2 separate regions of the Hordeum vulgare genome follow, and region 2 is linked to region 1. Evidence: chromatin contacts called from public Hi-C data. All regions are on one chromosome and are shown on one strand. The core of a region is the stretch at or near the end of the contact, and the rest is flanking DNA. Distances in the headings are between cores, read along the strand shown.

Region 1 (6,801 bases), core at 1,336-3,835:
AGCCCTGAAAATAATTTGCGTACTCTATTAGTGACATCTGGGAACGATATTCGTAGAATCGTCACACATGCGCAGGCAGGCAGGAATTATAAGCAGGACTTTCTCAACAACTCTTCTACTTCTCATAGGAGATGCCCCAAGATCAAAGACTTACTTGATAGCCTTCTTGATGTCATCATATGATGCAGCCTTCTCGGTTCTAACAGTGAGATCAACAACTGACACATCCACAGTGGGAACCCGGAAAGACATACCGGTAAGCTTGCCATTCAGCTCAGGAAGAACCTTACCAACAGCCTGAAACCCATCATAGCATTAGGTCAATAGAACAAAACTGCAATCAATTGATCAAGTCCACTGGGAGCTCACAAATGAAATAAGCATGCACAATGTTTAGTGTATCATTTCACAATCATAGAATAATCTCCAAAGAAAAACATGGACCCAATATGCACAACATAAGCAATAGGTAAAGAAGTAAGCAATCCATTCAAAACAGTGTCTGAAAACAAATGCACAATGCTATTGGTTGCATACCTTGGCAGCACCAGTGCTGCTGGGGATGATGTTAAAGCTTGCGGCCCTGCCACCTCTCCAGTCCTTGCTTGAGGGACCATCAACGGTCTTCTGTGTGGCTGAGAGGCAAGTTCACCAATGTCAAGTTAATGAGATTACTAAGGCAGATAACTTGAGAGCACAGCCAACAATATCTTACCAGTGATGGCATGAACAGTGGTCATCAGACCCTCAATAATACCAAAGTTGTCATTAATGACCTGATGAATGATAATAAACATCATTACAAAATGAACCACAATCCCAGTAGTAGTGAAGGTAAGATGATGACCAGAAACAGAACATACCTTAGCTAGGGGAGCAAGGCAGTTAGTGGTGCAGCTAGCATTTGAGACAATGTTAACATCCGAGGTGTACTTGTCCTCATTGACACCAACCACAAACATAGGGGCATCTTTGCTTGGGGCAGAGATGACCACCTTCTTGGCACCACCCTAATATTCAATGAACAATGCAAGTTATAATCACTTCACTAGTGTTGGAAATACATTGCAAAAGCTAAGTCCCTGAAGAACAGTGGCACTCTTATACAGCTAGCACCAAAAAATAATTAAAATAAGCTACTAGAATAACCCAGCATTTGAGATAAACCAATAAAATTGATGGTCACTGTGATACTGAGTGGACTACCATGAATTCAGTGTTTACTACTAGCACACCTGAAGCAACCAAACACACAAAACAATTCAGAACAAACGGCATTACACTCTGCTTTACACTCCCCTGTGTGTGTTCATTTTTTATCATGTTTTCACACACTAAGAAGAAATAAATATATATGGAGCAGGACACATTTTCTAATTGAAATTCAATAATACAAATGGATTCTTTCTCAGCCTCGTATTCAAAGGATCAGAAAAGGCACATATATATAGCTCGGAACTAATGTGTGAATGAGCGAAAACCAGAACGTCAGTTATACCTTCAAGTGAGCAGCGGCCTTGTCCTTGTCAGTGAAGACACCGGTGGACTCCACAACGTAATCAGCACCAGCCTCACCCCACGGGATCTCCTCAGGGTTCCTGTCAAGAGAACATCAAACATTAGCTTGATAACTTAACAGACACAAACCTTCCGAAAAGGCTATAATATCAATACTACCTGACGCCAAAGACAGTAACTGGCTTCTCGCCGAAGAGCAGCGTCTTGTCGTCTTTGAGCTTGATGTCACTGTGCTTCCAATGGCCGTGAACTGTGTCGTACTTGAACATGTACGTCTGCACATCACGCGAACCACAGAATTCAACTCAATTAAACAAACCAACCGAGCAGAATCATGATATCTCTTTTTGCGGTAGAGGATCATGATATCTGAAGGCATGCTACAGAGGCCGACTAATACTACTAGCATAATCAGGCAAGCAAACAAACAGATCACAGAAGCAGAAGCAGGCCTCATGGAACAACAGAAGCAGGTATGCTAACAGAAGAAATCACAGGTAAAACCCCACAAACATTTTAGACCACCAGATCTAGCTACCAGAGCGGGTGGAAATCGCAGATCGAGTGGCATACCATGTACTCGGTGGTGATGAAGGGGTCGTTGACGGCGACGAGCTCGACATCGTCGCTCTGGAGTGCGACCCTGGCGACGAGCCTCCCGATCCTTCCGAAACCTGAGCAGAAACAGACACCAGATCAAAACAGAGGCACCCACACGGTCACACCAGCACCGATCGGTGAACCTAGATGCGAGCGCGAGAAGGAGACAGAAAACTCACCGTTGATTCCGATCTTAATCTTGCCTGCATGCGCCCCAAACCAAGCAGAAAGAGCAGAAGAGCAAAATCGATCAGCAAAAAACAAGCGTCGTTCAGATCAGGAGAAGAAGCGGCAGGAAATCGACGAGCGATTTACCCATGGCGAAGGAGTGGAACTGACGCCGCGACGCGAGATGGTGGTGGGGAGGTTCGCTGGGGACGGGGGAAGTGTCTGGAAGCGGATATGGAGAGGTGGGGAGGGTTTAAGCGGCCGGTTTTATAAAGCCAGGAGCCCAGGAGAGGAAAAGGCGAAATGGAATATCGAGGAGGCTAAGGCTGGTTTTAATGCGTAGTATGATATATTAGTATCACGTAGTATATGATATTAATGATAGTGCATCCGTAATGCTTAGTATCATATGTTTGTATTATAGGATAGTTTATTTATTGGCATGAAAGACACATAGTAGTATATCATTTTATATGATACGGTATCAGTATATGATACTCAACCCTCTCTTTTCTTACCTCAAAAAATCATCTCTTTCTTCATTTAATTCTATGTCACTTCATCAAAATTGTTTAGTTGGCATGCATGATACTCCTTTCGTTTTTAAATATAAGTCTTTTAAGATGTTTTATTAGGAGTCTACATACGAAGCAAAATGAATGAATCTACACTCTAAAATATGTCTATATACATCCATATATAATACATTAATGAAACTTTTTTAAATACTTATATTTAAAAACAGAGGGAGTACTATATATATATATATATATATATATATATATATATATATATATATATATATATATATATATATATATATATATATATATATATATATATATATGATACTTTCGTTACGGACAGGCTAAACAAATACAGACGAATTGATTTCGCGCAAGGTGCGCGGGTGACCTGTCCCTTCCACAGCTTTCTCCACAGTCCACAGGGCAGAGCCCTCTGGCCGTCCCGATGAGCCGTGGGCCCCGCCGACTGCATGGCCCACGTGTCATCGCGAGGCCTGGAGGTAGGTACGCGCCTGGTGGCTGGCCGCCCGTGGTTTCTCGGGCAAGAAAGGAAAGCAATGCGAGGAGCACCGAGCATTTGCTGCCGTCCGTGCTGTGCGGCGTGGTTTCTCGCGCAAGAAAGAGCAAGGCATTTTTGCTTTCCTTCCGGTGCCTGGAGAAAAATACTCGGCTTTTCAATAACTAGACAATGCCCCGTGCATAGAAAATTTGTTAAACGATATATGAATAAATATTAAAAAAATAATGTTAATATAAAAAGTCATTTTAAAGATATCTTGCTTAATTATCTAAACAAATTAATGCATGAAGATGTGTTTTGCACGAAAAAAATAATGAAAAAAAAACTTAAGATTACATGCATGATTTGATAATATGTTATTGTTGTATGAAGAGGAAATTGAATAATGAGGTCTAGCTATTTAAAAATAGAAGATGCGGCTAAACCAACGAACGAACGCCAAGCGGGCTTTGATCTTTGGTTTGATGAAGGGGAAATTGCTCGTTTTGCTTGGGGCGTGAATGGTGCTCTGCCTACGTGGCTCCGTCTGGTTGGTTCTGTGGCTGTGACTGGGATAGATAGCAGGTGTGGTCCAGAAGGTTGGGTGGCCGCCGACGACGGCAAGCGGCGGCGACCCCCGCGTGTTTGTCCGACGCGGACGGTGTGGAATCCGGCTGCCCGGGATCCTCTGTGGCGTAGATGTCTCTAGCGTCTTTGGTGGCTCGACGCTTTTCCATGTTCGGTTGGGCACTTGCGCTGCTGGGGCAGGACACGTGATTCCTTTTCGAATTGCTGAGGACCGCGGGCACCGCACGTGAAACGGAACGGCGACAGGAATGGGCGGGCACTGAGGATCCCGAGATCTGCGCGCAACGGCCGACGGGCGTCGCGTGGCGCGGTGGGGTCTACGACGACGACCAGCTGCGCATCGAGAGGAAGGATGATGGCCGGATATGCCCGTCCCTCGGTGCGGATAATTTCCGGCCTGCCACCGGGCAGTAGCAGCGAATATGCTGGCATATATGCCCGCTGCCTTTCCAGACGCTTCTCCGAATTTACTATCCGCTCTCAGTTTAGCAGCCTGCTTGCTTTGGTCACTGCTTCGTCACCGCGCACGCTCGATGCAAGTTAGGAAAATGTCACGCTCATCGTTTGTCGGGTTCCCGCGAGCACCGATCGCCGCGCCCGACCGATGTGCGGCGGCGCCCACGGTTATTTACTTAGGGGCTGTTTGGTTCCAGCTTAAGATTGTATGGTTCATTGTCACATTTGTATACCAGATTGTTTGGTTCATTGTCACCTAATCTTAGTCATGCCACAATACTTTAGGCATGTGTTTGGTTCATTGTCACATTTGTGGCTTGCCATACTTCTATAGATATATGGTCCACATGTCATAGACTTAATTTTTTGCCAAATCTTGCCACACTTTTTGTGGCAGCCACACTTTATCTAAGGTTAGTTGTGGCAAAGTTAGTCATGAACCAAACATGCCTTTATTTCTTACCTCCGTCACCGCATTTTTCAAGGCCGGTTCGTCGTTTTGGGCATGAAACACTTGTAAAATATACCCATGTAAGAAAAATACAGATGGGCTGCTTGGTTGATCGTTTTTGGTCATAAAATTTACACTGATTTTCGAGTTTACACCTGTAACAGGCCCGTATTCGATACACACCACAGCCCGTCGTTTTTCTCCACACCCCGTCGTTTTTCCCAGCCTCTTTTCTCGCTGGAAACCTAGATCGGATCAAGGTTGCGCCGTCGGGGGTGCCAGCACCGGTGTCCGCGAGGCGCGACGAAGCAACAACGACGAGGCGAGGCGCGACGACAACGAGGATTCGCTCCTGACGTCGACGAAGACTCGCTCACGACAGAGACCCTCTCCTCCAACGGCGACGACGACTCCCTCCTCCTCCTCCACGGCCTACTCTGCTCCATCGAAGGTATGTCCTTCCTCTTCTGCCCTCCTCTACTAGAGTAATCGACACCTCTTCTTTTTTTCCTCCGAGATGGCAGCGCTCCATGGCCCGATGGATTTTAGTCGAACCTCTAGGCCCGCGGGCAAGGCCTCCTTGGCGAGTGGGTTCAGCGCGTCGGCGGTGGCGCCCATGGGCATGAACTCCCTCGCGAGCGCGTTGAGCAGCGCGGTGGCGCCGTGACCGTCGTTTGCTCCGCCGGTGTCGCACTGCTTCCTTGCAGCACGTCCATGGATGATCGAGCGGAAGAGAAACGACAGAGTTGGCACTGGAACTAGAGCGCTATTTCTGGCTTGTATTTATGCAGTACGCTCCTAGGGATGGAGTGCACAAGTCCACCGTAGAAGTATCGGTGTTTTCTAATGGGAAGTGATGCTTCTGAGAAGTTCATACGTAGTGAATGGATCCTATGTATATGTGCATTATGTCCGCATATGTTGGTGGATTTGTTGGCGATCAACTAACAAGGTTTAGCAACATATTTTCTACTATTTTAAATGTTTCTTAGGATATATAAAAGTTAACTATATAAGTGTATTGGCCTGACATGTTGGTGATGTTCATCCAAAGAATTTGTTGTTTTAAAATTGGTTAGAGGCCCATTTGATAGTGGCTGCATAATTCGCACTGGTCACATTGCACATTCATCAAGTTTTGATACTTCAGTTGTGTAAAGAAGCTTGACCCCTAGCTCAGTACCTCTAACAATCAGAACACAGATACTCCCCAAGAATGGCTAGTGATGATATTATTGATTGAACCTGCTACTAGTAAATTGTTGACAATCTGAATACTAACAATCATAGTTCCTTGTTCAGTGGTTATCTTTCTATGCAAGCAATTTGTATTCTGAAAAATAAATAGCACAAATTGTTAGCATTCTGTTAAATAATGAATCTGAAAACTTACATGTCATCCTGGTTCACTTTTGGCCAATTGTTAGCATTTTGTTATGTGGCACCTTGGTTCAGTTTCAGCCAACTGTTAGCATTCAGGTTCGGTCATTTGGCAAGGAACTAATGTGCTAGTGATCCTTTTATTTCCATTGTCATAACATAGATTATATACACTATTGTATTTACTTTGAAGGAGAGTTGAGGTATTTATTTTGTAATATCTTCTCGCTAGATAATGGATACGAGTAACCATGATGACGGATATGAGTCATGTACTGATTCTGAAGAGGAGGAGGAGGAGATGATGTTTCTTGTCTTCCCAACATTATATTGTGTAACTTCTAGGAGAGAAAAAATTCCAATGAACACATCCATTCTTACGGGAGCTAAGTATATCTGAGAAATATTGGATGGCCACCCTCAACGGTGCCTTGATATTCTTAGGATGGAATCCCACATTTTCCAAGCTATATGTGACCATCTTAGATCCAAAAATCTTCTACGAAATTCAGAAGGAGTCAGCGTTGAAGAGCAACTAGGGATGTTTATGTACATGATTTCCAGGAATGCAAGTTATCGTACGATGACTGATAGGTTTCAGCACAGTCGGGAAA
Region 2 (6,801 bases), core at 2,615-5,114, 400 kb after region 1:
TCGCCCATGTCAAGAAGGTGCCCTTGCCGTGGAGATGGATGTCGAGGCTACGGTTGGGCATGAGCTCGTAAACCAGCAGGAGCTCATCATGGTTGTGGCACCAGCCGACAAGCTGCACCAGATTCCGGTGGCGCAGCCGGCTGATCACGTTGATCTCCGACATGTACTCCTTCCTCCCTTGCATGGATGACTCCTTGGAGAATCGCTTTATGGCCACGTCGAGGCCAAGCTCTCTCAGGTGGCCTCTGTACACCGCACCGAAGCCACCTTGCCCGAGCTTCTCCTCCGCTGCAAAGTTCCTTGTCGCGTTGGTGAGTTGCCGATACGGGAACCTCCTTGCCCCCGTCCCGAACTCCATCTCCATGATCATCTCGTCTTCCGAGTCCATTTCCTCCTTTGCCTCCCTCTTCTTCTTGTTATGACGACGACGTAGCAAGATGGCTGACATGGAGAAGAACACCACCAGGAACAGCGATGCCCCAGCAACGGCTCCCGCTACGACTCCGGAACTGGAAGTTCTCGAGGAGGGTGGTGGTAGTACCGGCGGCGCTACTACTGTTGCTGTCTTGCCCTGCAACGATGAGTTGAAGTGCCAAGAAAGCAATTGATGCAGCTCAAAGGATTTGCCCGTCGACGCCGAGAAGCCAACGGCAACCAGCTCCGGCAATGCGCTCTTGAGATCAACCTTGGAGCTAAGGCTGTAACTCGGGCCATGGTCATCACCAAGCCATAGTGTCACAGACATGATACTTGAAATGTTGTCATACTGGATTGCGGCAGTCATGTTTCCAATGAGGCTGAAGTTCGGCAAGGGCAATGTTTTCACCGATTTTAACGAGTTGATGTTGATGCCAACGTGGTGTTGGGATCTGATACCTCGGTCTCATTGGAGGTGTCGAATTCCACCGCCACGAACCGGTTGTCACCGGGCGCCATAGTGCCATCTTTTTGGTTCGTGAGACCGAGGTTGTAGTAACCTGCTGACCCAGTCGGTAAGCTCGACGGGTAGCTGGCAAGGAAGAAAGCCATGCCAGCCCCCCTGGTGCTGTTGAACTTGGGCTTGATGATGAAGGAGAAAGTGGTGGTGAAGCTGGCCACCTCCCCTGTGTGCCCATCCCAGAGCAACATTGGCTGGGCATTGTATGATGCCCGCCCCTGGCTCTTACGGACATCCCAGTTGTTGGCGCTAATGTCGATGTGCCCGACACTGAAGGAAGCGTTGCCTTCTATCCTGATGGCCTTCTGGTCATCCGAGCCAAAAGTCGGGTAGTCGAAGGACAAGGACACAGCAAGAGGAGGCAGGAAGCAAGCGAAGGAGAAGAAGATGAAGAAAGCATATGTGGCTGTTGCTGTGATCTTGGCCATCACCGGTGCCGGAGCACACTACTGGTAGACTAGTTGGCAAATGCAAGAACTGGAAGATAGCACGTAAAGATAAGAGAATGCATCAGCTCACTTCTTAAGTAGTACCGCCTCCTTGCTTCTCCAATTGGGGAAATTTGGACGGATTATTGATTCGATGTGAGGGGACAGGTAGGCCGGCAAAGTAACAGGTAACTATATAGGACAAACATAAGCCAGCCAAACAGAAAATAATATACCTGATGCAGTCTGCTAACTTAACTAATCATAATCACTGGATAATAATGGCAAGCCGGCCGAAAAAATAACCTGGTCCGTCAGCATGAGATTTTTATTTTTAGGAAAATAACAAAGAGTCAGGTGGCCGCGTGATCAGGATGAAGAAGAGACTTCACCATTTGTCTTCATGAAGAACGAAACTCATGTTCAGATTAGGCACGAGATAACAGTTGATACAGAGAAAAGGACATTTCAGCCACCAGGAAACCCTACTAGTTAAAGAACGCACCCGAACACCGAGTCACCAACCAAAGTTCAGTATCTCTGCAGCCATGGACTCACCAAGCCGGGCATCTAACAGGGAAACAAGATCCATCCTGAGTGCTGTTCCTAGTAGGATGCCCACCTCTTCAGCCTTCGTCACCGAGGAAGAGCAAAGTCTAATCCGTTGTATCAAAACAAAACAACAAAGCTCAATGAGAGGAGAAGAAGAAAAAGAGAAGGCTCCTTACTGAATATCAGAAAGCAAAATGAAGAACAACAAATAAACAAAAGGAATTGTAAAAAATGATCACCGCTGTAGGATTTTGACCTGGGCTTTTCAATTTGTAGGAGTTTTTGTCTTTGTAGGAACGGCACACATAAGATGAATTTAAAACACCCAAATGACCCGCCAATATACACGCAAGACTGGAAAACGACAAACAACGTAATGCCACCCAGTGTTAAAATTCAAGGTGTCCACAAAACAAACATTACGTCAAGGACCTGCGGTAACTCTGTTATTGCATAGATTGAAATTAAACGATAGTTGTGAACGAGTCACCAACAGATTAGGTTGCAACTTTTTCAATAAAATTCGATTAATGTACACTGACATATCATATTCTTCAGAGAAGAAAGAAAATATCTTGAAAATGACACAGGAGCAAGTGATCCATGCTCTTCAACATTACACTCCTAGCCATTATCAGATGCGCTTGATCAAACCTACCAGGATGATTACCAAAACAGAAATGAGAATGTAAGTAAACAACAAGTGTGAAATTAATGTATTATATACTGAAAGTTACTTCCTCTATTCTTTTTTAAATGATGTAACATACTTTCACTTTTCACAGTTCTGAGACACATTTTTGTTCATTATACAGCATATACATTAGTATAAGTTATAAGATTATTGAAAACTTTAAGAAACTAGTGATATAGTTTTCATATAGTCAAACTGAATAGCTTTAAATATGCCGAGGATGAATTTTGGAAACTGACTCCTCGGATTAGAAAACACCATTAACGAAGAAGAAAAATGGGCACAATAATTCTGGAACCTTGTCATCTCCAAGATACAATGAAAATCTGTGCATATCTAGTTAAAACCCTTATGCAAGAAGAAGCACAACTAGACAATAAACAGATATACATATCCAGCTAAAGGCAACATACCGAGAAATTTATCATTTGCTCTTACTTGCTAACAAACAATAGTGCTTAGCTTGCCAAGTACATAAACATAACATATACAGGCATAGAGACAGAAATATTCACATCTTATTTATAATTTACCATGGATAAGCATGGGAATGCTCTTCAAGGCTAACTGGAATCCATAAAGCAGCCCCATACATGAACTGATAAATCCATCAGCTTTACACACGATCGCACCAATGCAATGAACTAATGATAGATCTTATGCGCACACGCTAAAACAAATTGCGCAGAAATATCATATCCTAGAACTTAACACATCTCAACTGACTAGTCCCTCCGTAAACAAAGCATTGCAATTCCAGCATTACATAGTAGAAAATCCTCAATACAAGCACGACTAATCAAACTAGCACGACTTAACATTCAATTGTAACAGAAATACAAGGAACTGGATGCAGGGGGTTGTCTTCACCTTGGGAGAGGTAGCTCCAGCAGGAGGAGTCGGCGGCGATGCACGACCGTAGCCGCGCGCCAGCCACCGCGCTGTGGAGCGGCATAAGCGACTCCGCGCCCGCCAGCATCTTCACCGCGGACCTGAGAGAAGGAGCAGCAGGATTGGAAAACTCTCGGGTTTAGCGGTGAGACGACACAAGGGTTGAGGATTTCAGGAATGACCTGCGGAGGCGAGGAGCGGCGGCAACGGGAGACCTCGTCGCCGGGAACGGGCTCGCGATCCGGGACTTGGACCGGAGCGCAGCCGACCTGGCCGCGGCGGCGGCGGAGCGGCAGAAAGACGCCATCGTGGTCGTTTCCTGCGATGGAGGAAAAGCGGAAAAATGTGTGAGAAAATGGTGTGTGGGCTACTAATAGTTAAGCCGGGCCGGGCAGGCACTTGAATGGACTCGAAGAAACCTAAACTGGGCCCAAACAATGGTGCAACTAACCCAGGGCCGTTTTAGAAGATATTAGGCCGCCTTGTCCGTTTCGTTTGTTTTTGTGTAATGTCTCATCCATCTTTAAGAAAAAAAAACATTGAGTATCATATTGGACGTCTCTCAGTGTCATGGAGAGTAAATTTTTTTTTAAAGAAAAGGGTTACCCCTGTCCCATTTTGATAGTCAGCCTGCACGTGTAACACACGTATTACCATGTACTCCATTTTTTTACTCAAAAAGTGTATTTTTTATTGTTCGTCCTAGGAAGAAAATATATCAACAAAAGTGAAGAGGAGCTTTGGCGCAGTGGTAAGGCTGCTGTCTTGTGACTATGAGGTCACGGATTCAAGTTCTAAAAACAGCCTCTTGCAGAAATGTAGAAAAAAGCTGCGTACAATAGACACAAATTATTCGGACCCTTTCCCAAACCCTACGCAAGCGGGAGCTATATGCATCGGGTTGTCCTTTTTAAAATGAACAAAAGTATAAGCAAGACTATGTAGTTGTTTAACAATCGTGGAAATAACCATAACTTCATCTACTAATAAAAGCACGAGAGGGCAGATCCAAATCACAATCTCAGCCGTCTAATCATCTCTACTAATAAAAGCACGAGAGGGCAGATCCAAATCACAATCTCAGCCGTCTAATCATTTAATCAACGGCCTAATTATGTTGTTAACGAAACTTCGTCGCTAACGAAAACTCCTCGTCGCTAACAAAAACTCCCGATCGATCGCTGTTGAGGCATAATTTATGCGTAAGTAATTTTGGTGATTGATGACAGTACCGTACAGGACTAATCGTGTGTGTCAAGGTTTCAGGCAACATTCGTCAACGGCACAAGACGACACGACTCCTCTCTTCGGGAACGGAAGCACGGCGCTATCCTAGATTCTCTTCATTTGAGTCATAGGAAAGCCGTACTATTAAGAGGGGATCCGTAGTGGAAAGGTTTGGGTGGAATCTATCTTAGCACACGCACACCTCTATTTTCTCCCTTTCCTTTTTCCTTGGAGTGGCCCTCGCCTGTTTGTTCTTTGCGTCTCGGCAAAATGGTCCCCAGCGGTAGTACCGCTGGTCCCAGCGGTAGTACCGCTGGACGGCCAGCGGTAGTACCGCTGCAGCCAGCGGTAGTACCGCTGGCTGGCGGTAGTACCGCCCCTGTGCAGCGGTAGTACCGTTGGCCAGCGGTAGTACCGCCCCTGGTCAACGGTAGTACCGCTCCAGGTGCCCTGTTCCACCTGCCTAGCGGTAGTTCGTGGACGGACCCTTTTGCGAAGACTTTCTCGGCGGTTGTAGTGTTTATACACTACCAAGGGCCAGCGGTAGTACCGCTGCTCCAGCGGTAGTACCGCTGGAAGCCCCAGCGGTAGTACCGCTGCATGCAGCGGTAGTACCGCCAGACAGCGGTAGTACCGCTCCTTACCAGCGGTAGTACCGCTGGATCTCGGGCAGAGAGTGGGAAAACGGTCTGAATTTTCCCCCCACTATATAAAGGGTTCTTCTAGCTGCGGAACCCTATCTCTTACCTCTCTAAGCTCCATTGTTGCTCCACAAGCTTAAAAGTGCCCGATCTCTCTCCCTAGCCAATCAAACTTGTTGATTCTTTAGGGATTGGTTGAGAAGGCCTAGATTCACACTTCCACCGAGAGAAAAGTTGATTCCCCCACCTATCCCTTGCGGATCTTGTTACTCTTGGGTGTTTGAGCATCCTAGACGGTTGAGGTCACCTCGAAGCCATATTCCATTGTGGTGAAGCTTCGTGGTCTTGTTGGGAGCCTCCAAGCTTTGTGTGGAGTTGCCCCAACCTTGTTTGTAAAGGTTCGGTCGCCGCCTTCAAGGGCACCTATAGTGGAATCGCGGTACCTTGCATCGTGAGAGGTCGTGAGGAGAATACGGTGGCCTTAGTGGCTTTTTGGGGAGCATTGTGCCTCCACACCGCTCCAACGGAGACGTACTTCCTGTCAAAGGGAAGGAACTTCGGTAACACATCCTCGTCTCCATCGGTTCCACTTGTGGTTATCTCTATCCTTTACTTTGTGTTTGCTTTCGCGTGTGACTATATCTTAGTAGTCTTAATAGCTCTCGTTGTTAGCTTCTATAGGGTTCACCTCATTGTCATATTATTTGTGAACTCGTATAGTGTTTACCTTAACTTGCTAAGATTAATTAAAAAGTGGTCGTTGTCTATTCACCCCCCCCCCCCTCTAGCCAACCATATCGATCCTTTCAATTGGTATCAGAGCCAGGTCTCTTTATTAAGGGTCTAACCACCCGAAGAGTATGGAAGGCGAAGAGGAAGTGAACCATGGGCAACCCGAGGGCATGGACTTGACTTCGGTCACAAGGGACGACTTGAATACGGCTATGGCAGCCCTCAAGACGTCCTTGACGAGCGAAGTCAAAACCATGCTTAAGGAATTAATTGATGGTCTTAGAAGTTCACCCGAACCGGCTTTAGTGGTTAAACCCACCATTTCCGATTCGGAGGCCAACTCCTCTAAGGAAGCGGCTAAAGGTATGCAAACTGCTTCACCTCACGAAAAGGATGGGAGTGGAACACATGCCTCTGTTCCACCTCCCATGACTTATGGAGGACCCGTTCTCGCACCTCGTCTTAATCCTGTTGGTCCTCCTCCTAAACTTGTGAAAGGTGACTTTGCTAACTGGGTATTTTCTATTAAGTCTCATTTGAATCACAGCTCAACAAACTTGTGGAGAATTATCGAGCAAGGATATTACCCCCATGACCCAAGCAACCTCACTCCAAGAGAAGATGCAGACAATCAATATAATCACTCTGCGCTGTTTATCCTTCAGTCTGCTGTGCCACCTGAAGATCTTCCCCACTTAC

The links. A called contact is a pair of places that touch in the nucleus more often than the background predicts.
Region 2: a Hi-C map of seedling shows a contact between it and region 1, with 4 times the contacts expected there. The contact joins the promoter of LOC123411024 here to the promoter of LOC123413551 in region 1. A contact is called at or near these places in 2 of 6 Hi-C or Micro-C datasets (leaf and seedling).

What each region holds. Positions count from the first base shown.
Region 1 is chr7H:415,053,239-415,060,039 of MorexV3_pseudomolecules_assembly, forward strand. It overlaps LOC123413551 (glyceraldehyde-3-phosphate dehydrogenase 1, cytosolic), which reads right to left and starts at 2,586. Exons shown (of 12, transcript XM_045106483.1): 1 at 2,434-2,586; 2 at 2,298-2,321; 3 at 2,092-2,192; 4 at 1,678-1,793; 5 at 1,499-1,598; 6 at 864-1,010; 7 at 716-776; 8 at 538-635; 9 at 155-297; 10 at 1-4. The coding sequence starts at 2,437.
Region 2 is chr7H:415,447,911-415,454,711 of MorexV3_pseudomolecules_assembly, forward strand. It overlaps LOC123411024 (protein NONRESPONDING TO OXYLIPINS 2, mitochondrial-like), which reads right to left and starts at 3,865. Exons shown (of 3, transcript XM_045103938.1): 1 at 3,685-3,865; 2 at 3,482-3,603; 3 at 1,662-2,021. The coding sequence starts at 3,809. The coding sequence ends at 2,002. It also overlaps the pseudogene LOC123411023.